Regions from separate parts of the Sus scrofa genome. Here region 2 is linked to region 1. Evidence: chromatin contacts called from public Hi-C data. All regions are on one chromosome and are shown on one strand. The core of a region is the stretch at or near the end of the contact, and the rest is flanking DNA. Distances in the headings are between cores, read along the strand shown. Region 1 holds the start of SERPINA6 (serpin family A member 6). Region 2 has its middle 20 kb from the start of SERPINA1.

Evidence for each region. A called contact is a pair of places that touch in the nucleus more often than the background predicts.
Region 2: a Hi-C map of liver shows a contact between it and region 1, with 8 times the contacts expected there. The contact joins the enhancer-like site here to the promoter of SERPINA6 in region 1. A contact is called at or near these places in 1 of 5 promoter capture datasets (liver) and 7 of 47 Hi-C or Micro-C datasets (embryonic fibroblasts, liver and skeletal muscle).

Annotation. Positions count from the first base shown.
Region 1 is chr7:115,550,988-115,557,589 of Sscrofa11.1, reverse strand. It overlaps SERPINA6 (serpin family A member 6), which reads left to right and starts at 3,054. Exons shown (of 5, transcript NM_213812.1): 1 at 3,054-3,123.
Region 2 is chr7:115,633,041-115,640,284 of Sscrofa11.1, reverse strand. No RefSeq gene overlaps it. Among named protein-coding and RNA genes, the nearest start is that of SERPINA1, 20 kb to the right of the region's middle. Within about 2 kb of position 5,069, at least 7 of the 83 cell types and tissues checked have an H3K27ac peak or open chromatin away from gene starts, as enhancers often do. A contact at or near this core is called in liver, where this site is marked.

The DNA.
Region 1 (6,602 bases), core at 1,805-4,304:
ACACATAAAAAGAAAAAGAAAGTGGTACCTGAAATGAAATGGTATGTCAGTCCTAAAACAACAATAATTAAAACAAATGTAAGTAGATTAATTTTGCCAATTGAAAGACAGAGATCTTCATTGTTGGATAATAATAAATAAATCCAACAAAATGTTGTATACATGAGACACTCAAAACCAGGAGGTATAGATAGTCTGGAAATAAAAGAATAGACTCTATCAGGCAAAAGTGAACCAAAACAAAGTTAGAAAAGCAATCTTATCAGATCAAATACAATTTAAGATGAAAATGTGTCATATGGGGAGTTCCTGTCATGGAGCAGTGGAAACAAATCTGACTAGGAACCATGAGGTTGCGGGTTCGACCCCTGGCTTTACACAGTAGGTTAAGGATCTGGTGTTGCCATGAGCCATGGTGTAGGTCACAGACATGGCTCGGATCCTGCATTGCTGTGGCTGTGGTGTAAGCCAGCAGCTGTAGCTCCGATTCGACCCCTGGCCTGGAAACATCCATATGCCGTGGGTGTGGCCCTTAAAAATAAAAATGTGTCATATGGAACAAAGATAAAAGAAAAAGGAGCAATAAATAGAGCAAGACAACACAATAATCAAAAGTACATGTGCTTTAACAGTCTCAAAGTGTATCTACCAACAGCTGACAGAGAGATAAATAAATAAACAATTATGATTAGAGATTTTAACATTCCTTATTAAGAAACTGAAAGCACAAGTAAATAAGGAATCAACCTAGATATTGAAGAGTTGAATAAAATAATAAACTTAAGCATTATGCATATACATATTTATATATGCAGATCAAATAGATAATACCCAATATTTTATAATAAAACATGGAATATTTACAAAAATACACCACGAAAAACAAACCTCATTAAGTTCCAAATGTTCAATATCATATAAGTGATTTTTTGACCATAATGAAATTAAAAAGTTAATAATAGAATAGTAGCCCCAAATTCTAAATATATGAAATGGCACATTATTAAACTATCCTTGGGTTTAAAGTGAACCCATAAAGGAGATTAAGAAATATTTAGAGGAGTTCCCGTCGTGGCACAGTGGTTGACCAATCTGACTAGGAACCATGAGGTTGCAGGTTTGGTCCCTGGCCTTGCTCAGTGGGTTAAGGATCCGGCGTTGCCGTGAGCTGTGGTGTAGGTTGCAGACGCGGCTCGGATCTGGCGTTGCTGTGGCTCTGGCCTAGGCCGGTGGCTACAGCTCCAATTCAACCCCTAGCCTGGGAACCTCCATATGCCGCGGGAGCGGCCCAAGAAATAGCAACAACAACAACAACAACAAAAGACAAAAGACAAAAAAAAAAAAAAAAAAAAGAAAGAAACATTTAGAAAAAATGATGAAAATAGTAAATACCAAAATTTATGAGACATAGTTAATATTTAGATGAAAACTTTGAATACATTTATATGGATTCCAGAAATGCTAAAAAGCCAGAAGGTAAAGCATTTAACTCAAGAAAACAGTAAAAGAGTAAACAGAAGAAAATTTGGAGAATGTGAAAAGATGTAACATACAAAAGACAGAAATCAGTGAAATACAGATTTTTTTCAAATAATAAGGATGAATAAAACTAAAGCCGATCCTTTAAAAGATTAATTAGCTGGACAGATCTCCCTAACAAGACTAATGGGGGGGGAGAAGAAATACGTAAATAAAAATAGAACCAAGAAAACTTAAAATAATTACTTATATGACAGAGATTTGAAAATTAGTAAATTCCTAGATATAAATTCTAAAAGTGACTTAAGGAATTTAAAAAAAAATCTTGAAAAGACCAATAAATATTAATAAAACTGAAATTCCCCCAAAACTCTAAACACAGTTGTGACTCTCATGAAAATATCTTCCCTCGCCCCTAGAAAGTCTTAATGGCATTATCAACCCAGCAGGGGGCACAAGACCCTGGCTGGCCATTCACAAGGCCCTATTCTTCTGCATACTGTATCAGTCCAAGAATGGGCAATCCTATCCTTTGAGGGACTGATATGAACACTGAAAAAAAGTGAGTCTCTCTCCTTCCGATATCAAATAACAAGTTAGAACCAAATAACCTGGAGCTGCAGTGGCCACCTTTGTCCCCACCACAGAGAGACCAAAGAAGGAAACCATAAGAAAGCAGAGTTAAGAAAGAATTTACAAGGAGGAAAAAAAAAAAAAGAGCGAGAGACAGAGAGACAGAGATTTACTGACAAGATTTTGTCCCCTGGATCCAACCAGGCCTGAAGCATTCTCCACTCTTCAGAACTCTCCATCAGGGAAACCCAATAAATTTTTTTTTTTTAAAGTAGTTTGAGTTTGGTCTCTTGTCACCTGCAATCGAAAGAGAACTGATGAATGAAAATGTGAGGAAGAGAGAAGTTGCTAGACGTTGCACAGCAACACCAGATCCTTAACCCACTGAGCATAGGGCAGGGATCAAACCTGCCACCTCATGGTTCCTAGTTGGATTCGTTAACCACTGAACTACGACGGGAACTCTGAGGTTGCTACACTTTAGATGGCCTTAGATATGAATCTCAAGCTTAAGTTTCATGTGTCTCAGTTTCGTTTAAAGAAGAGTAATAATAATAATAGTATCCATTTAGCGTCATCGTGGAGATTAAATTATACCATGACTGTCTTTCCCACTAGACCATTGCTCCCTCCAAGGCAGGACTTTGCTGAACTCATTCCCAGCCCAAGCTCAGCGCCTGGTTCTTCACAAGTTATCAGCACCATCATGCTAATTCAGGGCACCTGTGACTTCTGTGCCAGGTGCCATGGGGCAACCACAAACATTGACGCAACTCCAGCCACATTTTGATATTAAAAACTAAAATGTCAGGGAATTGTATACAGAAGAAAGTTAAATCACAGTATTGCTGTGTTTACTCAAATTTCCTGGGAAAGCTTCCCATTGGTTAATGACTGGGGGGAGGGGACCACCAAATGGTGAAGGCCACTGGCCCCCCTCTAACCATTAACCAGCAGGGAAGCTGGCAAACAAGATTTAGCGGCAGCGGCCCCGCAGACTTACTGTACACATGATAGGATCCAGGGCAGCTGGACCAAGGCAGCAGTTACAGCCGGAACCCACTGCAGACCGTGAGTAACAGCTGACAACTCCCCATCCCTCCCGCTCCAGCCCAGCCTCCAAAACGAAACCATGACTGCATCTTGCTCATTTTTTTTTTTTTTTAAATGGGGCATCGAGCATTAGGGCAACCAGCAGGGATAGGAGCAACCCTGGGGAGGGTTTTCCAGAGTCTGTGGGTCACTCCCAGGCATTTTGATTTCTCCTGGGATCCTACCTTGTAGGGGTTGACACTGAACTAAGAGCCATTCCCATCCATCACGCGATGCTCCTGAGCCCAGCCAAACAGCCTGAGAGCTGGGGTGGATCAGCGCAACACAGCGCCCCTACTGGGGGGACACAGGTAGGGGATGGCAGTGCCCAGCTGGCGTAGCACAGACTGCTTCCTACAGAGTTGCATACACCTGGGGACCTGGGGCAAAGATCCCGCAGCTAGAATGGAACTACCAGCATTACAGCACATGGTATGAGATTTAAATGTGCCTAGGACTGTACCTGGCTTACAGGGGGCATTTGGAAAAACAGAGAACATAGCAGGTATTTCTTGAATGCGTGACTTCAGAAACGAGGGACGGGAGTTCCTGTTGCACCGCAGGAGAAACGAATCCGACTAGGAACCATGAGGTTGCGGGTTCGATCCCTGGCCTCGCCCAGTGGGTTAAGGATCTAGTGTTGCCATGAGCTGTGGTGTAGGTCGCAGATGCAGCTCAGATCTGGTGTTGCTGTGGCTGTGGCTACAGCTCTGATTCGACCCCTAGCCTGGGAACCTCCATATGCCATGGGTGTGGCCCTAAAAAGACAAAAAAAAAAACAAAAGAAAGAAAGAAACCAAGCAAGCACTGATGAGAGTTCTCTGGTAGCCTAGAAGGTAAGGATCTGGTTTTGTCACTGCTGCTGCTAGGGTCACTGCTGTGGCATGGGTTGGATCCCTGACCTGGGAACTCCTGCATGCCATGGACATGGCCAAAAAAAAAAAAGAGAGAGAGAGAGAGAGAAAGCACTGATAACGGCTGTGACTGATCATCACAACCTCGTGAGGCGGGTAGAGTTTTAATTCCCATCTTGGAAGATTAACGTGGGAGCGGATGAGGCACGAAATCTCGGAGACAGCAGGAAGAGAAGGGAAGGGAAAGGAGCTACTATTGGGGGCAAGCCCACCATTCCAGACTTTAAACTGCATGGGGTCCTTGCCTAGGAAGTGACCAAAGACAGGTGTGGAGGGACCAGGGCTGAAGCAAAGATTTCACTGCAATCTCCCAAGGGCAGCGTCAGAAAGGAGCACAGAGGGAGGACTTCCTAGAGGAGGTGACTCAAGACCTGCATGCCAAAGGACAAGAGGGAGCAAGCTAGGCATGGCAGGGAGGGGATGGGCCAGTGGAGTGGAGCCACATGGGGCAGGACTGGGACAGGTCCATCTTTGTCCCCAGCTCTCAGGCCAGAGCCAGCTCCGCAAACATTGGGGAATGGAATGACTTCCCTGGCCTGACCCGGGCAGAGAGATAAAAGTCTGGTGTGTGCTGCCAGGACACCATGAGACACGTAGCACTGCTGGGGCTGAGATTTCAAGGGACCAAGTTTGAGGCTGGGGGTGGGCCGTCACCAGGGACAGAGGCATGAGGCCCCCTGGGCTCCATGAGTGAAGATCAGCCCTGCCTGGGAGAAATGAGGTCCACTGAGAGCTTTTCAGCAGGAGAACAGCCCAGCCGCTTGATTTTGGAAAGATGCCCCTGGCTGCAAAGGGGAGAGAGAGGCTGGTGAGAGGTGGCAGGAGGCAAAGAGATCAAGTGGGGATGATGGGGAGAGATGCTGAGCCTTGAACTTGGGCTGGTTCCCAAGACTGGAGAAGACAAACATCAGCAATTTAGAAGGTAAAATGGGTCTGGCAAGGGGTGGGTATTGTTATCAACGCCATTTTATATCGAGGAAATAGGCAGAGTTTAAACACTGCATTCATGTCACCTAGGTCATAAATAGCAATGCTGAGATCCTAATGCAACTTGGTCTGCCACAAAACCCTGGAAAATGGAGCACTGTCTGTAAAGCCAGGCAGCTGGGGAGGAAGGGAGCAGGGCAGCTGGGCTGTTATCAAAGCCAAGAGGCAGGAGTTGTTTTTCCACCACGTGGAGGAAGACAAGTGGGGAGGGTTGGAGGAGGGCTCTGGAAGGTCGGGAGGATGTTTGCACCTGTCTCTTGTGAGGTTCTGGGTTGGGATCTGGCCAGGGAAAGGGCCTTGGGGGGTTCAGAGCAGACCAGTGGTTCACTGGTGCTCACACACTAACCAGCGGGACTGGTTTCACTGTGGATGCCCAGCCCCCTCCAGCATGGCTAGTCCCATAGGTGGAGTGGCACCGGGTACTTGCTTCTCCTAGAAGCATTTCTTCTTTATTGGGTTCCAAAAGCACAGGGTTTGGGACCATTGACCTGGGCTGCATTTTTTAAAATTGCTCCTTCCAAACATTTATAATGGTTTATAATTAATTTGTCCTTCATTCATTGATGGACATTTGGTTTGAGACCATTTTGGGGGCGATTGTGAATGACGCTGTCATGAACACTGGTGGCTATAAAGATCTGTTGGAGTCCCTGCTCCCGGTTCTTTTGTATTCATCCTCAGAAATGGAATTGCTGGATCAATTCTATGTTTAATGTATTAAGGAACTGTCCCCTGAACAGTCCCACCAGCAATGTAGACGTTTTCCAAATTTTCCACATCCATGTCAACACTGGTTTTCTGATTTTTTTTTGTGGTTTTTTTTTCATTTTTTGTAATAGCCATCCTAATAGGTATGAGTTGTATAGTTCACTGTGATTTTGATACGTCTCTAATGCTTACTGAGAATCTTTTCATGTGCTTACTAGCCATTTGTATACTTCATCCATATATTTCTTTAAAGAAATATATATTCAAGTCCTTTGCCCATTTTTTTTCAAGGACCACAGGTGCAGCATATTCAGATTCCCAGATTAGGGATCAAATTGGAGCTACAGCTTCCAGCCTATGCCACAGCCACAGCCAAGCCAGATCCAAGCCACGAGGATACTGTTTGGGCTCATTTCCACTGAGCCACAATGGGAACTCCGACTTTGCCCATTTTTTGAGTTGGATTGTTTTTTGGATTTTTGCACTTGAGTTTTAGGAGTTCTCTATAGAGGTTCTTTGTATATTCTGATAGTAAACTTTTATCAGAAGTGTGATTTGTAAATATTCTGTGTGTTGCCTTTTTACTCTATCATAGTAACCTTTGATGAACAGAGTCTTTCATTTTGGGGAAGTCCAATTTGTCTAATCTTTCCTCTGATGCCTGTGCCTTTAGTGTTAGGTCCAAGAAATAATTTGCCAAATCCAATGTCATCAGGCTTTTCTTCTATGTTTTCATCTGAGTTTTATTTAGCCCTAACATTTAGGCCCCTGATCCATTTTGAGTTAATTCTTATATATGCCACACAGTAAAGTTCAACTTCATTCTTTCGCATGTAGATATCCAGTCTC
Region 2 (7,244 bases), core at 3,820-6,319, 81 kb before region 1:
CTGGATGGTATGGTAGTTCTATACTTAGTGTTTTATTTTGTTTGCTTTTTAGGGCTGCACCTGAGGCATATGGAAGTTCGCAGGCTAGGAATTGAATCAGAGGTGCAGCTGCCAGCCTACACCACAGCCACAACAACATGGGATCCAAGCTGTATCTGCAATCTACACCACAACTCACAGCAATGAGGGATCCTTAACCCCTGAGGAAGGCCAAGGATCGAACCTGCATCTTGACGGATACTAGTTGGGTTTGTTAGCACTGAGCCACAATGGAAACTCCTATATTTAGATTTTTAAGGAACTTCTATACTGTTTTCCATAGTGGTTGCACCACTTTACATTCCCACCAACAGTGTAGGAGGGGTCCCTTTTCTCCACACCTTCTCCAGCATTGCCAATGATTTTAAAACAGCTGACATAATTATGTTCACTGAGGAAAATGACAATTTGCCCCCCAAAGAATGAAAAACAGGAAATTTCAGGAATGAGAGAGAGTGTGTGTGTGTATAAGAAATAACCAAATGAAAATTTTAGTACTGAAAAATGCATTATCTAAAAAATAAAAATTCACCAAATGACCTTAAGAGCAGAATGGAAAGGATGAAGAAATAAGCATATGTAACTTGAAGATCTATCAATAGAATTATCCATTCTGATGAAAAGAAAAGAGATTGAAAAAGTGTCAGGCTCAGGAAACTTTGTTACAATGTCAAAAAATTTCAGATATCAAAAATTGGAGTACCAGAAGCATAAGAGAGAGAAAATGGAGTAGAAAGTATATAATGGCCCAAACTTCCAAACTTTGGCAGAAGTCATGAATGTACAGATTCAAGAATCTCAATGAACTTGAAATGGGATAAGTAAGACTAAAAAAGAAATAAATAAATCATGCCTAGGTACATGACAGTCCAACAGCTGCCAAAAACCAAAATTAGAGAGAAAACCTTGAAACTGGCCAGAAACAAAATGATATATCATAACAGTACGAATTTTCACAGACATCTCGTCAGAATAAGAAGACAATAGAATAGCATCTTTACCGTGCTGAAAGAAAAGAATGATCAGCCCAGAATTATAGAGAAAATGTCCTTCAAGAAAAAAGGCAAATGATGAAAATTTCTGAAAAGGAAAAACGAAAACTGTTCACTGCCACCAGAAACTACAGAAAATTCTTCAGATGATACTGAGGGAAACTGGATCTTCAGGAACAGATGAGGAAGTTCTAAACTTGTAAATAAATGGGTAACATAAAAAGCTATTTTTTTTCCCTCAAGGTCTTCAAAATAGCTATGCCTATTTAAAGCTAAAATTCTAAGGTTTTCTTGTGGGGTTAAATGTAGATAGAATGTAATGGATGGCAGGTAATGACCTATGACAATAGCTGTATAATGGTGTCATATGTGTGAGGATGAGGGGCAGCGGACCTGTCCAGGTGCAAAGATTGTGCGTTTGTATATGAATTCCTATACTATCGACTCTGAGCCAAGAGTCCCAGAGACCTTGACAACCCTTACGCCAACTTTCTGCATTCCCCGTGGAGTGAAACCGTCACTCATTGGGCTCTGTTTGCGGCACGATAAAATAAAATAGTGTTGGGGAGAAGGCTGGAGTGAGTGTGAGCCCCTCCCATCTCCTAGGGTTATAAAGATTATAGTCCCGCAGTTGAGGCAGGAGATAGGTGGGCTCCAGGGTAGACATTTCCAACCAGCCACCTGTTTATACTTCAAGATAGAAGTAACACAGGCACAAGGTAAATAACTCGAGTTTGTCTTCTGCGGACACTTTAAACAATGGTAATGGCAGGGGCAGAGGTGGGCTAAGCCCTGCTTGGGCAAGAGATCAAGAGGTCACATACTTCCCATTCTCAGGTTGGGGTTAGGGCTAGGGTTAGGGCTAGGGTTAGGGTTAGGGTTAGGGTTAGGGTTAGGGCTAGGGTTAGGAAGACCCCCAATCCACATATGCATAAAGATCTCTCTGGGTCAGAAAGGGACGCGGGGTGCCAGGCCATAATAAGTTGAGCTAACCTTCCCATAAGGCCTTGCTCTGGAATCCATCTTTGCCAAAAGATGCGCATGCATATGGGGAGGGTCCTGTGTCCAGTCAGGTGTGAGAAATACACTAAGAAAACTGGCCAAAGGAAACCAAAGACCAGGAAGAACTGCCCCACATAAGTGGTTTAAATCCTCTTTCTGGCACACTCCTTATTCACCAGGAATGGGTGTATAGTCCTACTTGGCTTCTGCGCTAGATAAATAGACCTATTCTGGGTGTGCTCTCCCACATGCCCTCCTGTGTTTCTATCAATAAACTTTGTATCTGTTTCCCCAGTCTTTGCCTCCTTGAAACATTCTTGCTTTCAGGGGGGCAAAAATCAAGGCAATTCTGCCCTTAGCCTCTAGCTGATCTAGAGGCTAGGATTCCTGGTTTTCACCCAGGCTACCCAGGTTTCATTCCTGAGCAGGGAATTAATATCTTCCTTGGAGGCATTACCATGAGCTGTCTCATGGCCACTGTTAAGACCTCGATCGTTGCTGTCTCTAGCCATTGGCTTTCCCTGCTCTCATATCCCAAAAATACAAAGACAAAAAAAAAATATCTGCTTGACTATTGCTTCCTCAACAATTTTTTTTTTATCAATTTTTATCAAGCTTTTGTTGTGGGGGGAAGGTAAATATAATACTAGCTCCTCCATCATGGTCAGAACCAGGAGAACAAGGCTGTGAATGCAGAGAATTTTGGACTTGATTGTTCTGATAAAATGACATCACTGGAGCTGCAAAGTGGTGACGGTGATGGTAAATGAACGGTACTCATTTTAGAAAGACGGCTCTGGCCGCAGGGCGGGGGATGGATTGAATGGAGGGCTAAGTGGGAGGCAGAGAGGCCACAGCACCACCATAGCTACCAGTGTTGAGTTGATAATTTGCACCCAGTTAGATGTTTTACCTGCAGGATCTCCTGACTAATCCTCCTACAACCCTAAGACCTAAGTAGTACTGTCAGCTCCTCTTCCCAAAGAGAAAAACGAGGTCTGGGGAGGTTTCAAGACCCAGCAAGAACATCGAGTTTGTTTATGTTTGGAGCTGAAACTTGAACTTAGGTCTCCCTAAGAAGGGTTTCTGCCCTGATCCCTATTGGAATGCTTTTGTCACCATCCAAATGAGACCGGATGAGAGATAAACTAGCAAGGATATAAAGGAGAAGAACTGCCAAGAGGTTTGAGAATCACAACTTGACTCCCTACCATGGGGAGAACCAGGTTTCTACAATGACTCCTGAGTTTCTGCTTTTGCAAAAGGGTGCACAAACAAGAGCCATTCAACTGAGATTTCAAACACAGAAGGGGTGAGGTTTAGACGGAAAATGATGGATTTTTTTTTTTTTTCCTGAACACATTGGGCCTGGTGGGGGTAAGGAATATGCTTAAAGTAGGCTTAAAATCTCTTCATTTTATCCCACGTTGCAAATGCACCCACATCACACATTGAATACAATTGACACATAACTAAGCATTGAGGTGCAATTGACTGGTTAATTCAATGTTATTTTTATAGCATTAAATAGAACTATTTATAATCATTTCAATCATGGTATCTATACATCTCCAAATTTTGTGGGGTTTTGTGTGTGTGTGTTTTGTTTTGCTTTTTAGGGCCACATGCGTGGCATATGGAAGTTCCCAGGTAGGGGTGAAATCCGGAGCTGCAGCTGCCAGCCTACACCACAACCACAGCAACGCGGGAACCCAACTTCATCTGCGACCTACACCACAGTTCACAGCAATGCCAGATCCCTGACCCACTGAGCGAGGCCAGGGATAGAGCCCGTATCCTCATGGATATCAGTCGGATTCATTTCTGCTGTGCCACAATGGGAACAACCTCTCCAAACTTTGAATATATATCGACTACTTAAAGAAGGGACTAGGACCACAGTAATTAACAAGCTTAGCAACTCTACATACAAACTCATACTAATGGGGGAATACACAGAAATTGTATTAAAACAAATTTTAATAGGCATTTCCTGGTGGCTCAGCAGGTTAAGGATCTGGTGTTTTCCTGACCATGGCTTGGGTTGTTGCTGTGGTGCAGATTCAAATCCCTGGCCTGGGAACTTTCTCATGATGCAAATATGGCCAAAAAATAAAAACAAAACCTTAAAAATTAATAAAAATAAATAAAATAGCTTTTAATCATAGAATCAGGTTTGGGGTTTATTTTTCTGGGTTTTTTTTTGGGGGGGGGGTGGGAGGGATGGCCACAGCATGCAGTGGTTTGATGTAGGATCTCAGTTCCCAGGCCACAGCAGTGAAAGGGCCAAGTCCTAACCACTAGACCACCAGGGAACTCCCATAAGATCAGTTTTTAATGAGAGACTCTCACCCTTGTTTATTATATTATCATGTTTTACATTAGATTTCAGGTCTCCAGTTGACCCAGGCAGAATCTGTTTTATTAAAAAGAATGCTTTGGGTGAGCCTCCCAAATCTAAACCACACCCTGTTAAATTCTCAGAACACTCAGTATTTTATTTCATAGTGCTTATTGCAGCAACTTGTAATTACATATTTATTTCATGATTGTTTTTGCTCACCTGTCTCCCCCATAGACTCTAAGCCCCATCCGGGTGGGAAGGACAAATGCATCACTGATTTCTGAATCTCCAGCCCCTAGCACAGGGCGGGCCCTCAATCGTTGCTGGAAAATGAAATGAGTGAGTTAAGGTGTGGTAATTCACAAAGTTCTCACCCGTGTGGATGGCAGAGCTACGGTCTTGTGCTGGGGGAGGAGCCTCTTATTGGCTTTTACTGTTCATACCGCAACTGGAGGTAGATGTTTCTATAATGAGGTGAAAGTCATGGGCGCGTCTAAATGAGAAAGTGAAATAAATAAGGAGACAGGAAAGCTGAAGGAACACAGCCCAGAAGCGACTGCATTCCACGTTCCAGAAGGAAGAGTACGGTGACATTAGGAAGAACGAGGATGGAAAAGGAGTTGATCCCGTCCAATCATCTCAGATGTTCAGGGGTGTAGTGGGTGACCTTGACTGCTAGGACCAAGCAGGCAGATTGGGAGCAGGCTGGAGGAGGGTGCTAGAGTTTCAACAAGCTGCTTCAGAGCACAGGAGTGGGGTGGGGGTGGGGGGTCAGCTGCAAAGACCACATGGCAGCCCAGATGTCGGGAAGTGGCATTCATACTGGTGCCAAGTAGACAGCAGTGGTGCCAGGGTTTTAATGGAGGACAAGGTTTCACAGTCAAGAATGTCTTTACGAAAAACTCTTCAAAACCAGGAATTCAGAAAAATACCCCCATCCCTCTTATCTCATCAATTCTCAGCGCTTATTACAGCAACTTGTAATTACATATTTATTTCATGAATATGTAACCAAGGATTCTCTGGGGGATGTGGTGGTGGGGCGTGGAGTGGAGGGAGGTGTTGCACCCTGACAGAAAATCAATGTGCTTGGCTTATGGCCCACAGTGTGTGCCAAGCCCTAAACCAGCCCTGAGATAAGCAGATCCTCCGTTTACTCAAGAGTAACTCATTAAAACTTTGTTTTCGTGTCAAAACAAACACTGATTTCTTATGGAGCAAAAGGTAAAGTTTGCCAAATTTTCAAAGGAATCCATACTTCTGGAGCCCCACCAGGCTCCAGAACCCAGGGAGAGGCACCCTCCACCCCCTGCAGCCTGGGGGGACCGGATGACAAAGTCAGAAAAGCGCCAACCCAGGGAGCCCTGAGGGAACTCCAGCCAGGCAAACATGGAAGAAGCCTTCCTCCTGGCAGAGCTGAACTGTGCTTGTGTGGCATTGTGGTTAGTCTCCTGCTGGCTGAGGCAGGGGTCCTATTAACCTTTCTGATTCTTTCCTGTAGAGCTAGAAGCATCCATAGCAACCCCTCACTGGACTCTCATTGATGTCTTCTTGCCAAAGACCTCACCTCCTCAAGGCTGAAAATTTTAGATGCCCAATCTGACTGGGTTGGTAGCTACAATCCCTGGTCACCCCACATTCTGAGTGAAGAATCAAAGGCCTTTTAAATATTAGTTTAAAACACAGAACCCCTGCTCCTCCAGGGACATTGTCCCCAGAGCCAAGATTTTCAACATGGTGGAGAGACGGGCTTGCAGACAATAGGAGGTACCATCCTGTCTGTCTCTCTAATCTTTCCCTTTCACACATGACCTTTTGCTTCTACTCTGCCTTTGTTCATGGCTGTCTTCATTATTTAGTGGTTTTCTTCATGCTTCATCTCACAAGCCAGCAGAGCCATCCAGTTGCATCACCAGCCATGTAATGAAGGGCTGAGCCCACGCTGTTGAATGTTTCCTTTAAACTTCTTACAACACTCTCTTGGACTCACTCCACACTCTGTAATTAAGTGGGACCAGTTGTCCTGAACAGCCCTCCCTGTGCTCGGTACTAGTCCATTCTTTACCCCAGAAATTTCCAATCATCAACTCCCAATTCTAATAGATATTTTCCCATACAACCTAGATAGGAAGGAACAGGCATAAAACCACCAGCCAGCACATTCCTAGCAGAACAGGCAGAACAGATGGCCTACGAAAAGACCTTGGGGGAGTTCCTGTTGGGGCTCAGTGGAAAGGAATCCACCTAATATCCATGAGAATGCAAGTTTGATCCCCGGACTCACTCAGTGGGTCAGGGATACAGCATTGCCTTGAGCTGTGGTGTAGGTTGCAGATGTGGCTCGGATCCCACGTTGCTATGGCTGTGGCCTAGGCTAGCAGCTGCAGATCCGATTCAACCCCTAGCCTGGGAACCTCCATATGCTGCGGGTGTGGCCCTAAAGAGCAAAAATTAAAAGAACTCGTGATCCTACAGTGCTGCTTTGAAAGAAACCAAAACAGGCCTCAGTGATACCCTATAAAGCAAACAGCTGCACCAGGAGAATGTGTTTGGTAATCTCTATACCCAGCCTCCCTTTCACCCATCCACTGACTGAGTGGCCATACCGAGGGGGCCTCAGTCTCCAGCTTTGGGGAAACTAGATTATTTACTGGCCACTTCTATCTGCCTCACAGGGAAGCCAGGAATAAATGCTGCCAGAAATGGCCAGTTCACAGAGCTCTTTGTGACAAAAGGACACAGCAAGAACAGAAAAACTGGGATTCATATATAGCCCACGACACAATTTCAGTTCAGCCGAAAGTGACTTCTTAGCTCTCTGATATGTTTCTTACGTCTGCGGTGCCCCCAGTTTGAGGATAGATTAA